Regions from separate parts of the Mus musculus genome. Here region 2 is linked to region 1. A link is a contact called in public HiChIP or PLAC-seq data. All regions are on one chromosome and are shown on one strand. The core of a region is the stretch at or near the end of the contact, and the rest is flanking DNA. Distances in the headings are between cores, read along the strand shown. Region 1 overlaps Ccdc42 (coiled-coil domain containing 42). Region 2 has its middle 17 kb from the start of Rnf222.

Region 1 (7,155 bases), core at 1,534-4,033:
GTTAGCACCCCTTCTGACCCACCCCTTCCAGATCTGGGCCTTTCCAATTTTTGTTCAGACACTTTCAGTCTTTCCTTCTTCTCCTCATCATGTTTGGCTAAAAACCATCTATCCGTTCAAGTCTCTTCCTAAACATTTCAGGGGTGACTCCCTCAGAACAGTTTGTCTGTTCTGGTTTCTTCTTCCCCTTCAGGACCCCATGGCACGGAGCACCACTTGGCAGCCGGTGTGGTGAAAATCCTGATGACTGAGCTGTAGGGCTTGTTAGAACTGTCTGCTTAGATTCCTTTTGTTGAGAGGCCATCGGCATCCAGGGGCAGGAGTTGGATCAGTTGTCTAACAACTTGTTCCTTTGGCTTTGCCTTCTGTGTGGTGTTCAGGGGGCCCTGAGACAGATCACCGTTGGTTGATAGAGGACTCTCCTGACCAGGGGTAAAGTGGGGGATGTTGCAATGTGGGATGTGAAATGATATTTTCTCCCCCAATAGTGAATTATGGGTTGGGTTATGATGGCTCTCTCGCTTGATCCACATATGCTCCCTCAGACCTGGAAATTCTATGATCAAGTCTTATGTTAACCCATTTTGACCTGTCCCTCATCCCTCGTCAAATCCTGATCTTTCTTATATTTCTTGTTAAGTTGGCTTATTTATTTATTTTAAACTATTTTGTTGTTAACCTCTGAAATGAAAATGTTCCTCAAGAATCTCAAAAAGCAATGTGTCGCGCCCACCTCAGCCCGCAAGGAAGACACAACACGGTCGGATTCTTCTCAACAGCCTTTATTGCAGGAACGCCTCGATGCTGCTACGGGGACCCCGGGCACCCAGGGAGGTCTGCTTATATACACTCAACCCCCATCCACTCACGGCAGGCCACGCCACCTCACCAGGCACGCAGCTTCAGCCAATCAGGGCGGCAGGGACATGTCTCCACCAAATATGGACTTGTTTACACCACCAGCATCATGGTGCACCTGCACAGCTCTCGCAATGGTTGTAGCTTATTTTCAGGTGTATGAGGAAGTCAGGTGCAAGTCATAAGGCTTAGCTGCAGTCCCGGGCGCCATCTTGGGACTGCTGCCACACCCGCTCCTCACAGCAATGCCATTTGGTAGTCTCTCAAAAGTTCGACACAGAGTTATCATCCAATCCAGCAATTGCAACTACTAGGTAGACACCCAAAAGAAATAAAAATATGCCCATGCATATGAAGCTGCATTATTTAAAATAGCCATAATGTGATGCAACCTAAATGTCCATCAACTGACTGTTGAATTAATGAGGCATAATAGCCCACACAATGAATTATTATTATTTCAACTATATAGAGGAACTGTGGAGACTTGAGAGATAGCTCCTAGGTTAAGAGTGTTGGTTGCTTTGCAGAGAACCCACAATCTGTTTTTAGTACCCATATGGCAGCTTCCAACTCTCCATCACTCCAGTTCTGGAGATACAAAACCCTTTTCTGACCTCCTTGGGTACCCGGCATCCACATTGTCCACAGACATATACATGGGCAAAACACTCATACTAATGTAACTCATGTAAAAATAATTAAAAAAAAGTGATGTAGTGGTACATGGTATGTTGTGTATCATTATCCTAGGAAATATCACACTAAGTCAACACAAAAATACCAGGCACTGGGTGACTCTAGGTCAAATGGCATATCCAGACAAGGCAAAATTATTGACAGAGGGAAAGATCCTCTTCTGAGGCTGGGGACTGAGAAGGAATGTGAGTGACTATTAGTGGGTATGGAGGATCAAGGTGAGGCACAATTAAGAGCTTTAATATGTCTGTGCCTCATTGTGACTTTTAATTACTATGTAGCCACTCCTTGCCCCCTCTCCTTCTTCCAGCTATTTTGACTTTACTATCCCATTTCTCTCCCTTCATCTTCTCTATTTGTCCTCTTTCTGAGACAGGATTTCACTGTGTAGTCCAAGCTGGCCTTGAACTCACAGTCTCTCTGCCTCAAGCTCCCTAGTGCTGGGCTTATGGACATGGGGTAGGTGCCTCATCCTGCTTGACTCCTTCCTGTGGTAGGCAGAATCCCAGGTTGGCTTCCTGGACTGTGACTCCCTGGTATTGGTCTCAGTTATGTGCAACTTTATCCGGGTGTGCCTGATCTAACCACAGGAGTGCTTGCTTCTAAGTGGATATAGCTACCCTGCCTGGTACCAGAAGAGTCAGATTCAAAGCTCAACAAAGACTCCATGTGGTGCCCTTGCTTTGAAGATGAAGGGGGCCATGCAAAGAGGAATGCAGTTGGCCTCTGGGAGCAGATCGCAGCCCCTGGCTGACAGCCAGCCAGGAAATAGGACCTCAGACCTGCAGCTGTAGAGAAGGCATTATGTCAACAGCCTGAATGTGCGAGGGAGTAGCCTGTCCCGTCCCCCTCCCCTCCCCCCCCAACCTCCTCCCCTCTTCCCTAGCTCCAGATGAGCGCCCAGCTGGTCAACACGTTGATTTTGTCTTGCAAGAGTGGCTGAGTAGGACCCAGGTCATGTCACAGGGACTCCAGACTCACTCCTGTGAGACACCAAGGGGATGGTTTAGAACTCTGAAAGCCGTGACACAGACTACAGAACTAATAGAATCAGTTTTGCATCACGGTGCAGCTGGCTGTCTTCCTGATGGGTGTTCCCAGATGCTGGTCTTTTCCTCATAAAATTCTTAAAACAGCTACTTCCTGTCCCACTCCCCAGGATGATGTCACCCCCTGGATGTCTCTGAGCCTGGCGTATTCCCTATGCCACACTTCCTACTTCTTCCTTTCAAAGGTTAAGGCAGAGGGGATTCTTGGCAGTTGCAGAGAGGAAGCTGAGGCCCAGGCTGGCCTGGCTAGTATCACAGCTCTTTTCTTCCAGAAGAGATGCTGGGGCAGGAGGTGGGGGTGGGGGTGGGGGTGGGGTGGGGCTGGAGGTGCTGCTCTCTTTTGGTTCTGAGTGCCTTCAGCACTCTGCTCGCGCACACAGAAGATGCCAGAATATATCCCAAGGCTCAAAAGACCAGAAGCAGAAGCAGTCTTAGCTCTCTGAGCAACCAATTTTAATGTGATGTGAAATGAGACAGTTCTAGAGTCCAAAAGCCAGCAGGGATGGGGATTAAAAAAAAAAAGTGTGAAAGACCTGAGACCGAGGGATAATCTCATTGGCACAGGGTCTCTTGGACTGTCCCCCAGGGTGATCCAAGATCACCTCGAAGGGCTTTTGACTGATTGCACCAGCGGCTGTGTCTGTGATTGACACGTGGGGCAGACAGGGGCTTATGTCCACCCCGCTGCCTGGAGGTTGAGCTCTCACATACCTCCCCCTCCCCTTAGCTACTCCCTTCCCTGCGGAAAAGCTAACCGGTCTTTCTGGGGGACAGGGTTCCCTAGCACAGAGTATGAGTCCCTGAAGGGCTCGTCCCCTCCTTTGCCTCCACACATGCTGAGCCCGGCCTGCTTCCTGCCTTGGCTGATGAGAACCATCCATCTCTGGAACCAATCAGTTACTCCTGCTCTAATGAGCTCATGTCTTTTCTTGCTGGGAAATCTCCAATCAGCCTCTTAACTTCTTGTTCTTGGTCCGTAGTCTCCTCTATCTGGGAGCCTGAGTCTCTTTTAGCTGGGTAGACTTGAGCTTCTTTATGTGCATGCTGGACCCTAGGTAGCAGCGTTGAGGGACTGAAAAAGGTGCTGGGAAGCGAGGGAAGGAGTCTCTAGGAAGGGGGCTTGAGAGCCTGTCCATGGCAGCCTCCTGTTCCTCACTCTCCTGTCATTGGCTTGAGTCTCTGAGGCCTCCAAACCTTCTGGAGTTTTCTTTCCTTCTTCTGTAGGTTTGGGAATAACTTTATAGATTTGTGGCTTCTCCAATATTCAAGAAATCTGCCTAGACCCACAGAATTCCTTCTGTCCCAAGCCTGGGTAGTTATCTTCAACCTGAGAAACGCCATCATACCAGACTGAGGCATAAAGCAAGTGTGAATGTGCAAGGGTTAAGATGAGCTTTGTGTGATCACAGGCATTCCAAGTGTGACCCTTCCTGATTCCGGACTTCACTCAAGCCAGAAACATGACTCTGTGAGGCTGTGGAGTGGAAGGAGGGAGGCAGAGAGACTCCATCCCGCTCCTGGCATAGGACTGGGGGTGGGGGTGGGGCGGAGGGGCCTGGCCCACGAGGAAGTGTGTGTAATCCTAACAGGCCGGGCTTCTCAAACACCACCTCACAAGGGACAGCAGGAGGTTGACGGGAGGGTGTTGTGTATCTGGGAGTTGGACAGACTGACTGTTTCACATTTATTCTCCTGCCTCCCAGGTCCCAGCTATTTCAGAGACATAGCCTCCCACTCCCTCAAGCCATTTCTGGCCAGCCATGATTCATTCTCTGACTGAGCACTCCCCTGACTGAACCCTTGCTAGGTTTGAGATTCCCTCTGGTCTCCAACCTGTACCAGAGAGAGAGGTTTGTTTAGACTGGGCCAGCTCTATGGCAGCCTTCCAGACTCCAGGTCTCTCTCAAAAAGGAAAGCCTCCCTTTCCTCAGTTATGGAGACAGAGGCAGTGTGGAGGCTTGTGACATGTCAGCTTCACTAAACTGAGCTACATTACCCAGAATTCCCTTTCCCAGGTGTTTCCTGTGACAGTAGGTCATGAATGGCTTCCCATGGGTGATTTGGGGCTGAGGAGAAGAGGCAGCTATGTTGTGGCTCACATAAGTTTTTGCTTCTCTGGTAACTTGCCTCAGTGGTAGGGTGTACAATTGCTTCCGAATCTGGCGGATCCTCCTCGGGCTTTCCTCCTGCCCTGGGCCAGGGTGTTTAGTTCTGTGACCAAAGACTTAGCTTCTGCAAGGCACCCCTGTCAGCTAGTAAAGAGGCAACAAGGACTGATATAGGTTTCTGTCTGTCCTCAGGATAAAAGCCATGAGATTTCTATCTTGTTCTTGATCTTCCCAACTTTCCCTGTGCGTGTGTGTGTGTGTGTGTGTATGTGTGTATGTGTGTTCCTGTGTGTGTGTACATGTGCATTGGTATGAAAGCCAGATGTTGACCTCAATTGCTTCCTGTTACATATTTTTAAATTACTTCTTTACTATATTTTAATTTATTAGTGTGTTATATATGCACACATGTATGTATACACATGCATGCACTAGCATATGTGTGTAAAAGTCACCTTATAGGTGCCACGGATTGAACTCAGGCCATCAGTCTAGGTGCAGGTGACTTAACCTGCGGAGCCATCTCTACGGCCCCACCCACCTTGGTTTTGTTTGTTTGTTTTGTTGGAGGTGGGCTATCTCATTGAACTTGGAGCTCACTGAGTTGGCTAAACCTTCTGGCCAGCAAGACCTATTGATTTTCCTCCTCTGCCTTCCCAGCAGTGGCACAGCACAGCACTGAGCCTTTTCATGATGCCCTGGTGACATTTTATGCACTGAGCCATCTCCCCAGTTTTGTCTCCCAGCTACCTGCCCCCTCTGACTTCAGGCATCAGCATGAGATGTAAATGATCAGCCCAGGTAAATTCCTGTAAGGAAGCTGTATATGTGGCTGTACATAAATGGATACTCAGGGTTTCCTGCGTCCACTTTTACATATCTGTATTCAGGCTGAACATCCTCAATTGGACACTTCAAAATCGAAAGGGCTTCAAAATGGAAAACTCTTTAAGCATGGATGTGACCGTGTAAGTGTAAAATTTCACGTCTGGCCTGGTGTGATGGACCACACAAAATTATGACAAATACTGAGGGTGGTGATCATACACGCCTTTAATCCCAGCTCTGGAGAGGTAGAGGCTGGCAGGCTGGTCTCTGAGTTCGAGTCCAGTCAGGTCTACAGAGTGAGTTCCAGGACTACACAGAGAAACCCTGTCTAGAAAAACCAAATATCCATATATTGAATAAAACTGTCTTCAAACTATGTGCAAAGCATATATAAAACAAGTATATTTTATGCTTAGACTTGGGTCCCATCCCTATAAAATCTCTATCTCTATCTATCTATCTATGATAGTATTCCATAATCTGAAAAAATACCCAAATGTGAAACATTTACGATCTCAACTCTTGGGTTTGTTCCTAAAATGGTGGAGTAGGGACTGTGTGTGTAGAGGTGTCTCACTATGTAGACTATATTGGCCTTGAACTTACAGAGACTGGCTCAATTCTGGCTCCCAATACTGGGACTAAAAGAGTCTGCCACCACACCTGGCCCAAGTACTTTGATTAAGTAATATTTAATCTTACGTTAGTGTCCTCATGTGGCTGAATACTAACTGACACGGACAGTATCATGAACTGATAGTGAGAATGAGCGAAGCTCAGGTTCTAGAAAGCATGTGGTCGTGACACATTTTAAAAAAATAATTTTATCTAAGTCAGGTAGAGTGTGGCACACACCTTTAGTCTCAGCACTCGGGAGGACAAGGCAGGCAGGTCTCTATGAGTTTGAGGCCAGCCTGGTCTACAGACTGAGTTCCAGGACAGCAAGAGCTACATAGTGAGATCCTGTCTTGAAAAACGAAACATTATTTTATGTATTTTGCCAGAATGCATGTCTGTGAACCATGGACATGTGTGGTGCCTGCAGAGGCTTGAGGAGGGTGTTAGAGTCCCTGGAACTGGAGTTACTAGAAATTGTGAGCTACCGGGTGGGTGCTGGGTTCTCTGGAAGAACAACCAGTGCTTTTAACTGCTGAGTCATCTCTCCGGATTATAAAGCAATAACTATTCAAGTGTGTGTGTGTGTGTGTGTGTGTGTGTGTGTGTGTGTGTGTACATGGGAGTATGTACACATGTGCATGCATGTATACATGTGTGTTGTAAGCATATTTGTGCCAGTACATGTACCTATTTGTGCATGTGCAGACTCCAGGGGAAGATAGTAATTGTCCTGCTCCCCACCTTAATCTCTTGAGACAGGGTGTGCTTGCTGGTCTAAAGCCCCAGAGATACCCAGTGAAAGGCGTGGCATCTGGCTTTCCAGCAGCCCTGCCAGAGCAGAAAGCTGAGAGTGAGCTGTTCTTAGATGGGGTGCTTGTGGGTCTCTCCCCTCATTGGCTCTTCCCTATTAACCTATTTTCGAAAGGAGAAGTAATTTCAGAGCCAACTTCTTATAACATTTAATGTTTTTAGGGATGGGACAAACTGAGGCTGGA
Region 2 (7,155 bases), core at 1,936-4,435, 270 kb before region 1:
AATAACAACACCCCCCCCCACCCCACCCCCCAGAAAGACTCTTAAGGATTCACTATTTATAGAAGGCTTAGAGGCAGAGCTGCTGGGTTACCCTAGCAGAAATGCGTTACTAGAACCAGCAGGTGGCGCTCTAAAGACAGCTCTTTGCTGTCCATATTTCCATCTTAGTCCAAGGTCTTGTTGACATTTCTAGAATGTTGACATTGAACAGAGTGTGGAGAGCTTCCTAGTTCTAGTTTTTGACTCTGCTACATCCAGGGGTGAAATTCTCAAAATCAAGAACCCTGTGAAGTTTGGGGTTTTGTTTTTCTATGCTTGCTTTGCTTTTGGACTCCTCTAGAGTACCACCCCACTCAATTCAGTGTGCACCTGTGGTGGCCTCTAACTATGAAAAACGTGCCCATTCCCTGGTTTTCCTGTGAAAATGTAAATTCTGATTCTGTAGCTGTCAAGTGAGGCCCGATTCTGCCTTTTAAACAAATTCCCTTTTTTTTTTTTTTTTTTTTTGATGACTTATGCTCAGAATTGAGTTTAGTGTGTGCTCTTTGTGCGAAGTCCTGTCTCTGCGCTGCAGTGGGTGAGAGGGACTCACACCCAGGCGCATCCAGGAGCAAACCTAATTCCATTTATGTATTTGTTTGTTTGTTTATTTTTGAGACAGGGTTTCTTTAGCCTTGGCTATCCTGGAACTAGTTCTGTAAATCTGGTTGGCTTTAAACTCACAGAGATATGCCTCAGTGCTGAGATTAAATAAAGCCTTGCACCACCACCACCTGTTTTCCTTTCATTGTTGTTGTTGTTGTTGTTGTTGTTGTTGTTGTTGTTGTGTGTTGCTTGTGCCTTCAGAGGCCACAGAGGGCTGAGTTGAAGATGCAGGGGGTTATGAGCCACTATGTCGGGGCTGGACTGAGCATCAGTCCTCTGGAAGAACAGCAAGTGCTCTTAACTGCTGAGCCAACTCTCCAGCCCTAACACAATCTTATAGATAAATGCAAATGGCTACTTTGAATCCATCAACTGAGTGGTGTCTCCTTGGGCAATTTTTGTGAACATGTTGGGGCTCAGTTTTCAGATCTGTAAATGAGAATACCCTTGGCCTTACAGAGTGTCTTGACGTTAAATCAGAATGGGTTAAACCCCACCCAGTGCCTAGCACACAGTAAAGCTCGATGAAGCTTGGAGAGTGGAGCCAGATGAACAGTTCTGGTGGAGAGGTATGCTGCAGGAAGCAAGGACTGGGTCCTCATCAAGTAGAGGCCATCTCAGCTGTCAGGACCGTCATCATCTGAGAAGGGGGTCAGGGAGATGGGGGCAGAGAGCCAGGGGCCAGGCTATTGGTCAGCAGGTGATAAACATGATTTGAGGGGGAGTTGAGTTTAGCAGGCTAAGCAGGTTTCATCTGGAGGTGGAGATGATGGAGGCCTTCAGGCAGCTTGGCAGTTTTCAGCTCTCTCTCTCTCTCTCTCTCTCTCTCTCTCTCTCTCTCTCTCTCTCTCTCTCTCTCCAGGGCGTGTCTGTGTAGCCCTACGTGTTCTGGAACTCACTTTGTGGACCTGGCTAGCTTCAAACTCAGATCTGCCTGCCTTTGCCTTCCAAGTGCTGGGATTAAATGCACAGCATCACCTGACTAGGCACACACGCCTTTCCCATCTTTCAGAGCTTTCTGGGATTGTGAGAACCACTTTTAAAGTATGCCCAGGGGGCCTTGTCTTGCTTTCATGAAAAGCTTTGCCTCAACCTGCAAAACCCTAGTCCTGTTGCAGTGGGTCCCTCAGCTCAGGTACAGCTTGTCTGTGTGCTTCGGTATGGGTTTGTTTGACATGACCACAGCCATCTTGAGTCATAGCCACCGTGATTGCCCCTGAGTAACCCTGGCCGGTTTTTCCTGTATGGTCTCCCAGCAAACCACAACTAGATAAAACCATTAAAGTCAAATATGGGGCTTTGAACAACCAGACCCTGGCCCCAGGAATACACCCGACTCTTTGATATTTTGTTATGAGATACCAGGTATGTTCCAGCCAGGATGAAGTCACTTTTGTCCCAGCCCACAAGTATACTCCTCTTTCTGACCCAGATTGCCAGCTATAGTTTTTACTGTCACTCAAGACTATACTTCCTTAGTAAGTTCTATAGTAAACCCCTCTCTCTGTAACCTTACATGTCTGCCTATCTGTCTGAGGTATCCTGTCCCCTTGAGGTCAGTTCACAGTTTAGGACTGGGTTTAAATAGGGCCATGTTTCCATCAGATCACTGAGAGCCACAAATATTTATAGACTAACTTCCAGTACTTGCTGGCCCCTCCTAGGCACCTATTAGAGACAAGTATGTACAAAACCTGCCTTCTCTGAGAATAAAGACACCCCTATGGGAAATGACTTCCCAGGGAAGCTTCTTGTTTTGTGTTGTTAACAACAGATAAGGCATTGTTATTTTGTTTTCCATAAGACGGACATTTGTAGACTAGACAGGAGCAGGCAATAACTTTAACGTGTTATCCGTGCCCACTTTTACTAATGGCTCCTGTTCTATTTGGTAAGACTAATGGGCACAGGAGAACGGCAGTCACTGTGGAGGCAAGAGACGTGGATGGCTTACGTGATCTGATAAAGACTTAGGGAATGGACCAGCCTTGGAAAGGCAGGAAGGGGACAATGCTGACAGCTCAAGGGACTCACTGGATCTTGGGATTTATATGGAGGTAGTTATACACATTATCCCATCTGAGCGGCAAACAGTGGCAGGAGTCAGCACTGGTGTTAGCTCCAATTCCTAAGAGGGAAAACGAGGTTCAAGGATGAAAAGTCTAAGCTCTCTGCCTTTAAGATTGTGTTCTCTTCTCTCTCTCTCTCTCTCTCTGGTTTGTTTTGGTTTTGAGCACTGGCCACAGAGCCCAGGGCCTTACCCAGGCTGGGCAAGTAGAGTACCACTGAGCCACACCCACGAACCCCTAATTTGAGCTCTTACTTGCTGTGTTATTGCACCGGCGTAGACATAAAAACATTGGCACCTGTTTGTCTCCTCCACTAAATTAGTTAGCCAGCGTTCATTCGTCCTTAGGGACAGAGGGGAGAAGTGGGTGAGAGGACCAGAAGCAGCCGTTCACACGCAGACAGCAGAGGTGGAGAGCCTTGAAGCTATGACTGGCATTTCTTACTCCCTTGCCCAAGCTCCCAGGTCTTGCTCAACTCCAGCTGAGTAACAAGGCTGGCAGGGTTGCCTCACTACTTGACAGCAGGCCCCAGCCTTCCTGGCTCAAACTCACTTCCTGTCCCAGAGTCTCTTTTGTCAGACATGATTGAGTCTCCTTCTTCCTGTTGACCTCTGCTTTTTCCCAGCTGGCCCCGGGTGGTCCCCACGTGCTGCTGTGAACCAGATCAGCTGAGGAGCCAGGACCAGGTGCCTTGCAACTTTGGGGGATTGGAGTGAGGGAGGGGAAGGAATGGGTGGGGGGCTTGGGCGTGGCCTGAGAGACACCAGAGTGGAGGCTTCTGGTGTCTGAGAACCCTTTCTGCCCATATGGTGGCCAGTTAGGATGAATGCCATTATGTCCCTGTGATAGGTGACACTAGGCATTTGCTATGGTGCCTTTTTTCTGAAAACACAGTTATCTTCCCTCATCTGGATCCTGATCACCTTGATTTGGTTTTTATTTCCTGGCCGCCTGCTAGTATTTCTTGGAGGGGCGGGGAGCTTTTTGGGTTCAGACAAGTTTATCTGGGCTGATGGAGAGACAATCAGGGTGAGGCAATGATGTCATGCCGGACTGAACAAGTGAGGGGCTTGTTTTGAAGTCTTGGCTGCTTCTAAATCGCTCAACTCCTGACGGGCCAGCGGCTTCTTTCGTTCTGTCTTCTTGCCTATGGATGGCGAAGTATTTTTATTTTATTTGAACTCGTCCAGAGCTTGTAGGACAATGGTTATGAAAGTGTTTCCTACACTGTAAGGAGGTTGTGTTTCTCAAGGCTTGGGGCTCTCTTTATTTCGTTTTCTAAATGGAACTAGACATACTTTTTCCATGATACTATCTTATTTGATAAAATACAAGCTATCCATGCAGAGACACTGACAATCTTTGTATAAGTATATCCTCAAATATGAGCACTTTGACCTACAAACATAGACATTTTATCTATTTTTATGTGTATGTCTGTGGGTGTGTATGTGCACACATCCATGGGTTCCCTTAGAGACTAGACACTTGAATCCCCTAGAACTGGAGTTAAAGACACTTGTGAGCCTCCATGTGGGTGCTGGGAAGCAAACCCAGCCCTCTGCAAGAACAGAAGTTCTCGTAACCATTGAGCCATCTCTCCAGCCCCCCCCCCCCCCCCAGTCAGTCCCCTTTGAGCCAGGGGCTCACATCTATTAGTCTTGGCTGGTATAGAATTTGCTATGCAGATCAGGTTGGCCTTGGGTCTGTCTTGATTTTCCTGCCTCTGCCTTCTGGGTGCTAGAATCACTGGTGTGTGCAGCCTCACCCGCTCCCAACAACCTCACCTGGCCTCAAAATACACATGCTTTTGAGACAGGCTATGATGTTGACCTTGAACCCTGACTCCTCCTGTGCACACCCATCCAGTGTGAGGATTACAGGCATGAGCCATCACACCCAGCTGACATACACACTTTCAATAAATTTTTTAATGTTGAATTCTACTTACCGTCCTGTAACTTCTTTGCATTTAATGTCTTTTGAGTCATCGTATGCTGATTCACAAATATCCACCCTGTCCTGGACTGCTGTACCATATCCCATGTGTGGATGTAGCATGCATGGCTTGGTAAAGTAAACTGATTTGTGGGTAGTGATAGGCTTTCAGTGTGAGTCTATAAAAGTAAGCTGTACTGCAGAAAACACCATTAAACATACAATCTTCACATACCAGCTCCGGCATTTCCTTAGAATGAATTCTTAGGAGATAGATTGTTGAGGCTGTGTGGTTGGAAGACCCATTGAAGAATTCTCGGTCCTGCTGCCTGGAGGAGGTTGTCAACATACTGAGGCTTCCCAGGGAGGAGGGTGAGACATCCTGGACTTGGAGGAGTCCTTTCTCCTCAGGCCCCCTTTCTCTTTATGGTGAAGTGACTTAGCTGCTCTTTCCAGTTCTTCTCTCCTTCTCCTGCTGGGCTGGGGTGAGGCAATGCTTTGGTTTGCCTACTCCCTGGACTGTGAGGTCTGCGTCTAAATGTTCTGTGAATGTACCACCTTCAACACATCGTCTTCTCTTTAGCCCATGCCATATGGTTGCTGAAGCAGATAGAACCTCTATCCCAGGAGCCTTTCTGGAGTTCAGAGGCACAGCACTCTTGCTTTGGCTAGCTTCTGGCCTTCAGGTTCCTCTGTCTGTTGCATGGCTACCACCCTTGCACATGCTTTTAGGCTTGTAATAGTATATGCGTGTGGACATCTTTTGTTTGTTTGTTTGTTTGGTTTTTCGAGAGTTTCTCTGTATAGCCCTGGCTGTCCTGGAACTCACTCTGTAGACCAGGCTGGCCTCGAACTCAGAAATCCACCTGCCTCTGCCTCCCGAGTGCTGGGATTAAAGGCATGAGCCACCATGCCCGGCACTTGTTTGTTTGTTTTATCAACGTATCTATGTATCCATGTCTGTCTGTATATTTTTATCTATCTATCTATCTATCTATCTATCTATCTATCTATCTATCTATCTATCTATCTGAGACAAGCCCTCTCTATGCGGCCCTGGCTATCTGCCCTGGAATTGTCTATGTAGACAAGGTTAGGCTTGAACTCACAGAGATCTGCCTGCCTCTGGCTCTCAAATGCCGAGACTAGAAGCATGTGCCACCACCAAGTAGACATCTCCCTGCCAGTGCTCTGCTGTGTTGTGCTGTGTTCTTTGTAACATGTGTTTTGTTGGGAGGAAGCGATGGTATGTGCACTCATCCTAGGATGGTAGCCAGGGTGGTTACAGCATGTTTTCACTTGGATTTGAGTTGAAGGGGAGCAATCTCTTCTTACAATGGATGTTATTACTTGTTTTAAAATTTGAGATTCCGATAAAAAAAAAAAGTGAGCTATAATTCCTATTTTAATTCAAGATTGGTTGATTGATTGATTGATTGATTGTGCTAGGGAAGGAACCAGAGTCTTTTTTTTCTTCTTTGAGACAGGGTCTCACTGTATACCTCTAGCTGCCCTAGCATTTGTTATATATAATCAGGCTGGCCGTGAGCTCATAGCAGTTTTTCTGCTCTGTTTCTTGAGTGCTGGGATTAAAGGTGTTTGCTACCAGGTCCAGCAAAACCCAGAGTCTTGCTCATACTAGACAAACAGTATACCTATAAGCTATAGCCCAGGCCTTACTTATTTCTCTGTTTATGAGACAGGGCCTCTCTTTGTATTGAGGCTTGGTTGGAACTGGCTCTGTTGTCCAGGCTGACCTTGAGCTTACAGAATCCTCTTGTCTTAGCCTCCCAAGAGCTCAAATTCTAGAGGTGAGGTAGCAGCCCAGTAGCATTTATTTTGATGTTGCAGACTGAATGCAGGGCTTCATAGGTGCAGGCATCCTACCAGTGAGCTAGAGTCCTACCCCTGTTTACTCAGTCTTTATAACTGAAGTCATAAGCATAATGACATAAACAGCAATTATACTAAGTACAAAGATTTATTTATTTATTTCATGTATGTGGGTATACTGTCACTATCTTCAGACACACCAGGGCATCAGGTCTTATTGCAGATGGTTGTGAGCCACCGTGTGGTTGCTGGGATTTGAACTCAGGACCTCTGGAAAAGCAGTCAGTGTGCTCTTAACCACTGAGCCATCTCTCCAGCCCTTATCTGTACAACATATTAAAAAATTATTAATGGCATAGTGGAGGACCTTGTTAGGTCTTTATTGACCTTTGTAATTCTTTTATGATCACCTACTTATTTATACCCAGTAGGTTTGGATAATTGTTAAATTGCATAGCCAGCTCCATAAAGAGCCTATGGTTGATCTATTTTTCTAGCTCTTTCTCCCTCCCTTCCTTCCTTCCTTCCTTCCTTCCTTCCTTCCTTCCTTCCTTCCCTGTTCCTTCCCTTTCCCCTCTCTTCCTCCTCCTCCCTCTCTGATGGGTCTTATTATGAATCCCCAGCTGGCCTGAAATTAGCTATGCAGACCAGGCTCAAACTCAGAGCCTCT

What was found. HiChIP or PLAC-seq counts read pairs in DNA pulled down with a chosen protein or histone mark.
Region 2: an H3K27ac HiChIP or PLAC-seq map of heart atrium shows a contact between it and region 1, with 4 times the contacts expected there. The contact joins two enhancer-like sites. A contact is called at or near these places in 3 of 39 promoter capture datasets (the C10 cell line, hippocampal neurons and pre-B cells), 1 of 484 Hi-C or Micro-C datasets (embryonic stem cells) and 1 of 115 datasets of contacts at active chromatin or transcription factors (heart atrium).

Annotation. Positions count from the first base shown.
Region 1 is chr11:68,597,904-68,605,058 of GRCm38.p6, reverse strand. It overlaps Ccdc42 (coiled-coil domain containing 42), which reads right to left. Exons shown (of 7, transcript NM_177779.3): 7 at 7,108-7,155. Among named protein-coding and RNA genes, the nearest start is that of Ccdc42, 14 kb to the right of the region's middle. Within about 2 kb of position 2,783, at least 77 of the 459 cell types and tissues checked have an H3K27ac peak or open chromatin away from gene starts, as enhancers often do. A contact at or near this core is called in heart atrium, where this site is marked.
Region 2 is chr11:68,868,026-68,875,180 of GRCm38.p6, reverse strand. No RefSeq gene overlaps it. Among named protein-coding and RNA genes, the nearest start is that of Rnf222, 17 kb to the left of the region's middle. Within about 2 kb of position 3,185, at least 138 of the 459 cell types and tissues checked have an H3K27ac peak or open chromatin away from gene starts, as enhancers often do. A contact at or near this core is called in heart atrium, where this site is marked.